Linked DNA regions of Gossypium hirsutum: regions 2 and 3 are each linked to region 1. The links are chromatin contacts, called in public Hi-C maps. All regions are on one chromosome and are shown on one strand. The core of a region is the stretch at or near the end of the contact, and the rest is flanking DNA. Distances in the headings are between cores, read along the strand shown.

Region 1 (2,700 bases), core at 2-2,501:
TCCACAATGGAAGACAGAAGAAGCCTGTCCGGGGTTTGTTACTTTGGACCAATTGAGTCGTTGAAAGATAATAAACAAAGTAGAAAGTAAAATACCTTCAAAAGAATGTCCTCATATGTAACATTGGCATAAATAAGGTGTACGTTTGTCATGTCTTTTGGGTTCTCCAATATGGCTCTGGCTACCTAATCACAAACCAAAACCAGAAAACAAATATCGGAGACATGTTATACAAATATTTAAAATTTTGCAATAGGCTAAAAATAAAAACATGTGAAAAGGCAACATGTCTCTAATAGGACCAAATACATTAAAAGAAGAACTAGTTGACAAATGATTGACATACTTGGAACATTGGAGTAATGCCAGAGCCTCCAGCAATCATCCCAAATGCTCTAACTTGACCAGGTTGATACCTGAACCGCCCCTGGAAGAAACAATTCATGGAACAACATTAAGAAAATTATAATCAAAGGTGAATTCTCAAGTTGAACAAGATTCAGACAAGGCAAAAAAAAGCCCTAGGCAGCAAGCCTTCGATAATACAAGGAAAGCGTTTAAACAAACATGATGTGTTTGTATTCTATAGGAAATGCATTGCAATGGTAAGGTTGCAATTTATGGAGATAATCTAATATTTCAGGTTGCAATAAAAGCAAGATAAGTAGCTCGCCTGAAAAAAAAGTTGTTGCTAACATCAAAAGCAATGTTAACAAAGAAACATGCAGGAAATGTAATGGAGTACACTATAGACAAGAGCACTCTATGAATTCATATTTAAGAAACTGTATACCTTGGGACCCTTCACAGCAAGATAATCACCAACACACAACTCTCTGAAATGGTGTAACATCCTTCCTTGAGGATACATCTACTTACAAGAAAATTTCCATCATACAGTTAGAAGATGGGAACACTCGTATATATAAATATCACACTAAAGTTCACTCTAACCAGCAAGAAATTTTAGGAAAGTACCTTAATAACTAATTCAAAATGACCAACATCAGAATCCAATGTAGTAGGCGTATATGGTTTAATAACCTCCTCACCTTGGCTATCCTTGCCCCTGTTAAGATGAGAAGCATCTAACTTGCATACTAGTCCAGTTCGCAAGCATTTGGGAAGTATCTAAAACCATAATATAAGAAGAAATACAAAAAGGATGAATACAATAAACTGAACCTGCAACATATATGCTGTTCGATGGGAAGACCCAAAACTAAAGTAGGAGTAGGAAGTTCAAATGTCAACTTCTGTCACATTATGACTTCCTTCTGCTTAGGTCCATTCTTGATATTTTTAGACTTCCTTCTGCTTAGGTCCATTCTTGATATTTTTAGACCTTGTGTGAAATAATAAATCAGTCCCTTTTAAAAAAATTATAAAATATAATATAATAAAATAAAATTATACTAGTAATTTTATTAAGTAATTTTATTAAATAATACATTAAGTGAATAACTAACAAAATTTAAAAAAATATATATATATCTCACCAACTCAACTCCACGTGTAATAGGATATTTTGCTGAAGAGTTTTGAGTTGTGGTCTTATTAGAATTTCGTATCCTCCCTAAAAAGAAAATTGAAGTACATCTTCGAAGGTTGTTTTCCACTCAGATTAAAATTCTTGAGTAGTCAAAAGTCGTTTACACCTCCACTCAGGGATCACCTGTAAATAAATAAAGGGTTTCAAGTTTAGATACGAGACGAAAATAACGACGATGGGTTTCAACTTTAGACAGCGAATAAGATACAATGAAGATCTTTTAACTGAAATCTTTCTTAAATTGCCCACAAAATCGCTTCTGAGATACAAGGCGGTGTCGAAACAATGGATGTATCTTATTTCTAGCAAAAAGTTTAGCCTCGCCCACATTCGCTCCTGGCATGCCAAAGCTTCTCTCAACCCTCGTGCTGTATTCCTCGATGTCATTGGGATTCCTTCCTTTAACTCGTGACTGCATCCAAGTCCCCTGCTGAGATTTTATAGATCTCCTCAACTAGATATTGCAATCGTGTCAAGGCTTGCTTCTTTGCGATTCCTTCAGTAAAAATCCTTATGTTTGTTTGTGTAAGGTTTTTATCTGTAACCCTGCTACCAGGAAATTTAAGATGCTCCCTCTTCCATTCCCTATATTTAAACAGTATGAGCTGTGTGGGGTTAATCTTGCTTTTGACCCTCTTAAATCATCTTATTACAAAATTATTTCAGTTTGGCAACAGAGACGTTATTTAATATTGGAGGAGATGGGGATGGAGATGGAGATGGGGATGAAGATGGAGAGGAAAGCTGAATATTTTATTGACATATATTCATCACAAAACTGTCATTGGAGTTACCGAAAAATCAATTTCAGTTGGGAAGAGGGTATGAAATTTTATCAAGGGGTTTTCTTAAGGGTACGATTTATTGGGAGAGTGAGGTCTTTGAATCACAATATTTTGATGTTGAAAATGAATGTTTGAAACCATTGACATCTGAGGTTCATCGCCAAGGGTATCGCTGGTTCGGAGAGTGTGGAGGCTATTTGAATCTTGTAGTTGCCCTTGTGCCTAGTCTTTTAGAGTACAGTGTATTTGAGATGGCGGAGGATCATTCCCATTGGCACTTGAAGTACAGTTTAAATCTTGAAGCTGATCCGTACCGTATTCTAAAGATGAAACGTATGGTATTTAAGCTCTTGTGTGTGACTC
Region 2 (2,700 bases), core at 52-2,551, 540 kb after region 1:
GCAAGCTTAATTATTCAGTTAATAAGCTGATTTGGGTCAGCATATGGCTGGTTTTGGGCTGCCCAATCTATGGCCTGTTCACTTTAATCGGTTCGGTTCAACTGGACCACTTTTTCCATAATTAATTAATATTAATTTATTTAGCCTAAATTAAATTGGGTATAAATTAAAATTAATTATATTATGAATTAATACACATAATTGGACTGTCTTAGGCTGGAAATTAATTTGCCTTGATACTTCTAATTGCTTTTAAATTTTGTGCTTCAAGCAGTGTCTGTCGAGCCATTTTTCGCCATTTACGTAATTTTGTCGAAAATAAGCAAAATTACTCAAAATTAATTATAAAATTAACTAAAATTCATCATGTTAATATTTTAAGTATAATTTAATTATTTTATGAAAATTAATTATTTTTCGACAAGAATTTAATTGAAACGGTATAATTTTAAGCTAAAAAAAGGTATGTAAAAATGCGTAAATTTTCGTGTTTCCAATTATCAGCATATGAAAAACAAAAATATACGGAAACATTAGCTCCCAGCGAGAATTGCATAAGGCTCTATCAAGATGCTCAAATATATTCCGTCTATTCCAAGTGAATTTGGGACCTCTAAATCCAATATCCTTCAACTCACAAACTGAGCATACCTGTTGGAAAGCCGGACAACTAGCAACAACCCTTTTCAAGCCACCTTTTTTCTAATCCTCATTAAGCAAAGCATTAAAATCCCCAGCAATCAACCAAGGAAGACTAATATTCTTAGCAATACAGCTTAGGCCATACCATAAATCTTTCCTCAAATTTTTATTAGGACTCCCATAAACACCTATAAAGAGCACCTAATCTATAACATCATCAAATTTAATTTTCGTGCGAGTAAATTGCATATGATTAACCATAACTTCAACATGAATATTATCTTTCCGCAGAACCCAAATACCACCCGAATATCCCACAGCTTCCACCCGATGAGAATAAGGCAGATCAATAATTTTAATCATTGTATCTGCTTTTAAACTACTATTTCGGGTTTCCATCAAAACCACAATACAAGGATCTACTTCGCGTAAATACTCCTTCATAATTCTGCCAAAATTAGGATACCCAACACCTTGGCAGTTCCATACAAAATTTTTTGACATTATAAAAATCAGAATTAAAAAAAAGACCAAACCTTTGAGGACACCATCATTCATCTAATGAATCGTTCATGAGTGTCGCGTCACTTTCACCCCCATGGTCCACTCGCGGTGGTCGACCCAGAATCTGTCCACTATCAGCCTAGTCCAACACTACCAGTTCTGTGTTCCCCTCTCGCGTGTCTGCATCTCTATCCTCCACCTCCAAACGATCCACCGTACCTTGGATAACCTATCAAATAAGAACCATGCCAGCCAAGCCATCAAGAGTTTCCTCATCCCCTCTAAACCCAAAGTTCAGAGTATTATTACTCCTATTTTCCTTCAAAAAAGGAGGGAGTGCAGAATGAGGAATAACATTTTTTTTTATTCCTAGTTCATTTCCCATAAGAGGAGAAGAACCAATTAGATCATTTGGGTTATAGTTTTCTTTGAAAATATGAACTGTGTGAAATTTTCGATCCAATATTCCTTGGTTACCATTGGTACCAAATTTAGGTAGCCTAGACCCCACTTTTGGCCCAATCTTGAGAGTTTCAGAACTCATCCCAGACTTCTTAATTCCATCCCCTGATTCCCCATTCTATGCCCTCCCACAGCCTGTTTATTAGCCTACCCTTTAACACCCATAACCCACTTTTTATGACTTTTAGCTTTAATATTCTTCCCTTTATTACTCCCATCAAATTTTCTCCCATTCATAATCTTTATAATAGATTCAGTGAGCTTTTCTTGACCCTCACCTGAAAATTTAGCAAGTAAATTAACTCTTTGTTCCTTATGTTTCCTGAAATTAAAAATACTTGCACCATTCTAGTTGTTTCATCCTGTGAGACACCTATTTTGGAAAGAATATTAAATCAAGATCCGAAAAGATTGTTTCCATTTCCACTCTCTTATCCATCATCGTTCCTTCGATTTTGTCTACGATTCTGACGATCCACAATCATCCACTCACCGAACCTTTCATTCTCAACCCGTTCTTGAATTGATGTACATGTTGATCCAATCTAACAGGATCCTTAGCTTCACCCGATCCTTTCTCCATATCCTCCACTATCTTTGATTAAGGACAGCCTCCTTTCAAGTGTCCAAAAGTGCCACAGCCAAAACAAATTGTTGGAAGAGATCTATACTCTACTATGTGGATCCTACTAGCAATTCTTATTCTAGAAACAAGCGGCTTCTTTAAGTCAATTTGAACTGCAAATCGGGCAAACTGACCCCTTACTCTTTTATCCGTCGTTAAATCAATTTTGATTACATTCCCCACCATTTCACCAATAGCCTGGAGAGTACTTCTCTTATACAATGATCCTGATAAACCCAGTGTACGGACCCATGCAACAACACTAATGGGGAACAATTATAATGCAGAAAATTGCTTCGTTTAAGGTTGAACCGTCAGATACTAACCGTAAATCACCCATGGACCATTCAAAAGAATGTTACTATAATCCACAAAAGATTCAAACTTAGCTAGAAAATTGACATTTTCAATATCCATAAGCTGGAGTCGTATAGATGGTTTCCACAACGAACAGACTTTGTTCCATA
Region 3 (2,700 bases), core at 153-2,652, 710 kb after region 1:
AAAAAAATTGTGATTGATTTTTATTATTTTAAAATTTATTGAATTATACTTATCTTTTATATTAAATATATTTTAATAATTTTATGTATTTAAATTTTTAATATAATAAAATATTTTAAAAAGATGAAAATTTTATATGTTCAAAAAATTAAAATGTCATTTTACCATTTATAGCTTTTGATAGAAAAAATAATTGTTATGGTATATTAAAATGAACTTATAATTGTAAAAATAATAAGCAACTTTTCAGAATGGACTTATCGGAGAACCAAGGAAGCGATGAAGGCGAACCAGCGAATCGATCAACAAAGAAAGTTCGAATGCGAGATATCGATGAAAATTGGGAAGTCGATATGGAAGCAACAATAGAAAATGGGAAAACTCTTTCATGGAAAGATCGATTGATGGGCTAAGGGCTCCATCCGATTGGGGACCCATCGAACGCGGAAGGACCAGAATAGGAGGATGACTTAAAGTTATCAAAGGACGATGTGGAGCGATCGACAATCAATGGCATTCCCTCAATAAAATTTTCTGATCGAATCAATCAAATCCTCATTAAGCACATGGAACTTACAGTTGTAATCAAATTGTTGGGGAGGAATATAGGATATACTGCTTTGCAGAATAAGGTCTATTCACTTTGGAAACCCTCTCAGCCATTCCGCCTAATGGATGTAGAGAATGGTTATTTTCTGGCAAAATTCAAAAATCCAGACGACTATGAGAGAGTTCTAAGCCAAGGGCCTTAGTAGTCTTTGGACAGTACTTAACAGTACAACCGTGGACTATGGAATTTAATCCTGCTCAACCGTACCCTAATATAGTTATGGCCTGGATTCGTCTTCCTGGGTTACCTGGGCACATGTACAAGCGAAAAATCTTGCGGGAAATCGGAGAAACAATAGGAAAAGTAGAAAAATTAGATTTTAACACCGATAATGGAGTAAGAGGGAGATTTGCGAGAATGGCAGTATTTGTTAACCTAGGAAAGGCCTTGATTTCACAGGCACTTATTAATGGAGTTACACAACGATTAGAATACGAGCACCTTCCGATGGTTTGCTTCCAGTGTGGGCACTATGGTTACACAAAAGAAATTTGCCCTAAAGAAGAGATGGGATTGGAAGGAATAGGTGAGGATATCCCAGAAGATCAGACGAGACAAAGACATCCATTGGAGGAAAACAAAGCAGAAAACTCAAATAGAGAATTATATGGTCCATGGATGCTTGTTGAAAGGAAGGCAAAGAAAACTAGAAGAACAGGATGGAAACATGAGGGCGACGGCGCAACCAAAACAGCAAGAAACTCTAGATTCCAGGTTCTGGAAAATATAGATGATAGTGGGCTCCCTAAAGCTCGCGGCGAGGAAACCAGAATGGACTATGAACAAGGTAATACTGACCCTCTAAAGCCGGGCTCAGAAAAAGATGTTGGCTCATTTCAATCTGACCACTTTACACACCCTAATGATGGGCGAAAATCAGGAATACAAACTGCAGACCCTTCTTGGCCCAGCAACAAAACAGAAGTGCGAATAGACAAAACTATTTTAGCACAAAGGCCTTTGATTTATGTCAAAGCAGCAAACATAAGCAGCCCACCACAAAGCCTTGGCCACCACCAAACTTCCATAATACTGACAGAGCATGATGGGATTAAAAAGGCCAAGCCAGCACTGGTAATAAATCTACTTGGCACTCCAAAGAATCTGCTACTGGGTCTCATGAAAGACAGATCAATAATACCAGACCAGGCCTAATAGAAGATGCAACTAGGGCTTTAAACAAGGAGCAAATAGACCTAACCAGCAAAGAAGTTAATAGCAAAGAAGTGAATTTCTTACGTAGCTTAAACTTGCTGGAAAAATCAAGACAGGAACTACCACCCAACATTAATACATCTTTCAATCTTGCTTCTACAGACCTCCAAAATAACTTTAGCATTTTAACTCCTGAAAAGGATGTTGGGGGGCTATCGAAGAAAGCTCTGCCCAGTTAAATTCGCAAACTTTTCAAGAAATTATGAAGCTACCAACAGCAAGTATTCTAGACGCTGATAAGCATTCAATAGTTCTCTTCCAAGAAAATAATCAACCCACAACCAAAGGAAATACCCAGAACATCAAAACCAAAACAGGAGCCAATTAAGCAGTGGAATCAACAGTACGCGACAATGCAAAAACAGGGAATCCCCACAAAGGAAGAAACCTCAAAGTCAACAAAAAAAAAGGTAACCCCTTTAAAGTCTCCCCTTCAAAAATTTCAATCCCTGAATCTATCAGTAATATGGTTGAATTGTTGCAAACCCAAGTCCAGCAAGGGCTGGTAAATGAAATTCCTAGTGGAACATTAGGAAAAATAGGAGACAATGCAGAGAATAGGCAGTAATTAAGTAACCCGATATACGCATTTATTTAATTTTAATGAACTCTAGAATCTTGATTTTTTCCTAGAATTGTCAAGGGTGTGCGAATGAGAAATTTTCTCGTACTTTTAAAGAGTATAATAGGGAACACAAGTCGGACATTATTAGCTTATTAGAACCGAGAGTAAGTGGCCGCAAAGCTGACGAAGTAATTGTAAAATTAGGATTACAGTATTCACATAGAGTGGAAGCTAGAGGTTTTTCAAGGGGAATTTGTATTGGATGGAAATCCTCTGTCAAACTTGAAATTCTCTAAAATCACCCCCAATT

The links. Hi-C and Micro-C count contacts between places; a contact is called where the count stands out from the background.
Region 2: a contact with region 1 is called in a Hi-C map of leaf, with 2.4 times the contacts expected there. The contact joins the enhancer-like site here to the promoter of LOC107956267 in region 1. A contact is called at or near these places in 4 of 34 Hi-C or Micro-C datasets (anther and leaf).
Region 3: a contact with region 1 is called in a Hi-C map of leaf, with 3 times the contacts expected there. The contact joins the enhancer-like site here to the promoter of LOC107956267 in region 1. A contact is called at or near these places in 3 of 34 Hi-C or Micro-C datasets (all in leaf).

The regions. Positions count from the first base shown.
Region 1 is chrA11:91,051,854-91,054,553 of Gossypium_hirsutum_v2.1, forward strand. LOC107956267 (NADH--cytochrome b5 reductase 1) reads right to left here and starts at 1,252. Exons shown (of 7, transcript XM_041082251.1): 1 at 1,186-1,252; 2 at 979-1,069; 3 at 794-871; 4 at 347-427; 5 at 96-185. The coding sequence starts at 871.
Region 2 is chrA11:91,594,955-91,597,654 of Gossypium_hirsutum_v2.1, forward strand. No RefSeq gene overlaps it. Among protein-coding and RNA genes, the nearest start is that of LOC121210300, 3.5 kb to the left of the region's middle. Within about 2 kb of position 1,302, at least 9 of the 9 cell types and tissues checked have an H3K27ac peak or open chromatin away from gene starts, as enhancers often do. A contact at or near this core is called in leaf, where this site is marked.
Region 3 is chrA11:91,762,544-91,765,243 of Gossypium_hirsutum_v2.1, forward strand. No RefSeq gene overlaps it. Among protein-coding and RNA genes, the nearest start is that of LOC121209957, 37 kb to the right of the region's middle. Within about 2 kb of position 1,403, at least 9 of the 9 cell types and tissues checked have an H3K27ac peak or open chromatin away from gene starts, as enhancers often do. A contact at or near this core is called in leaf, where this site is marked.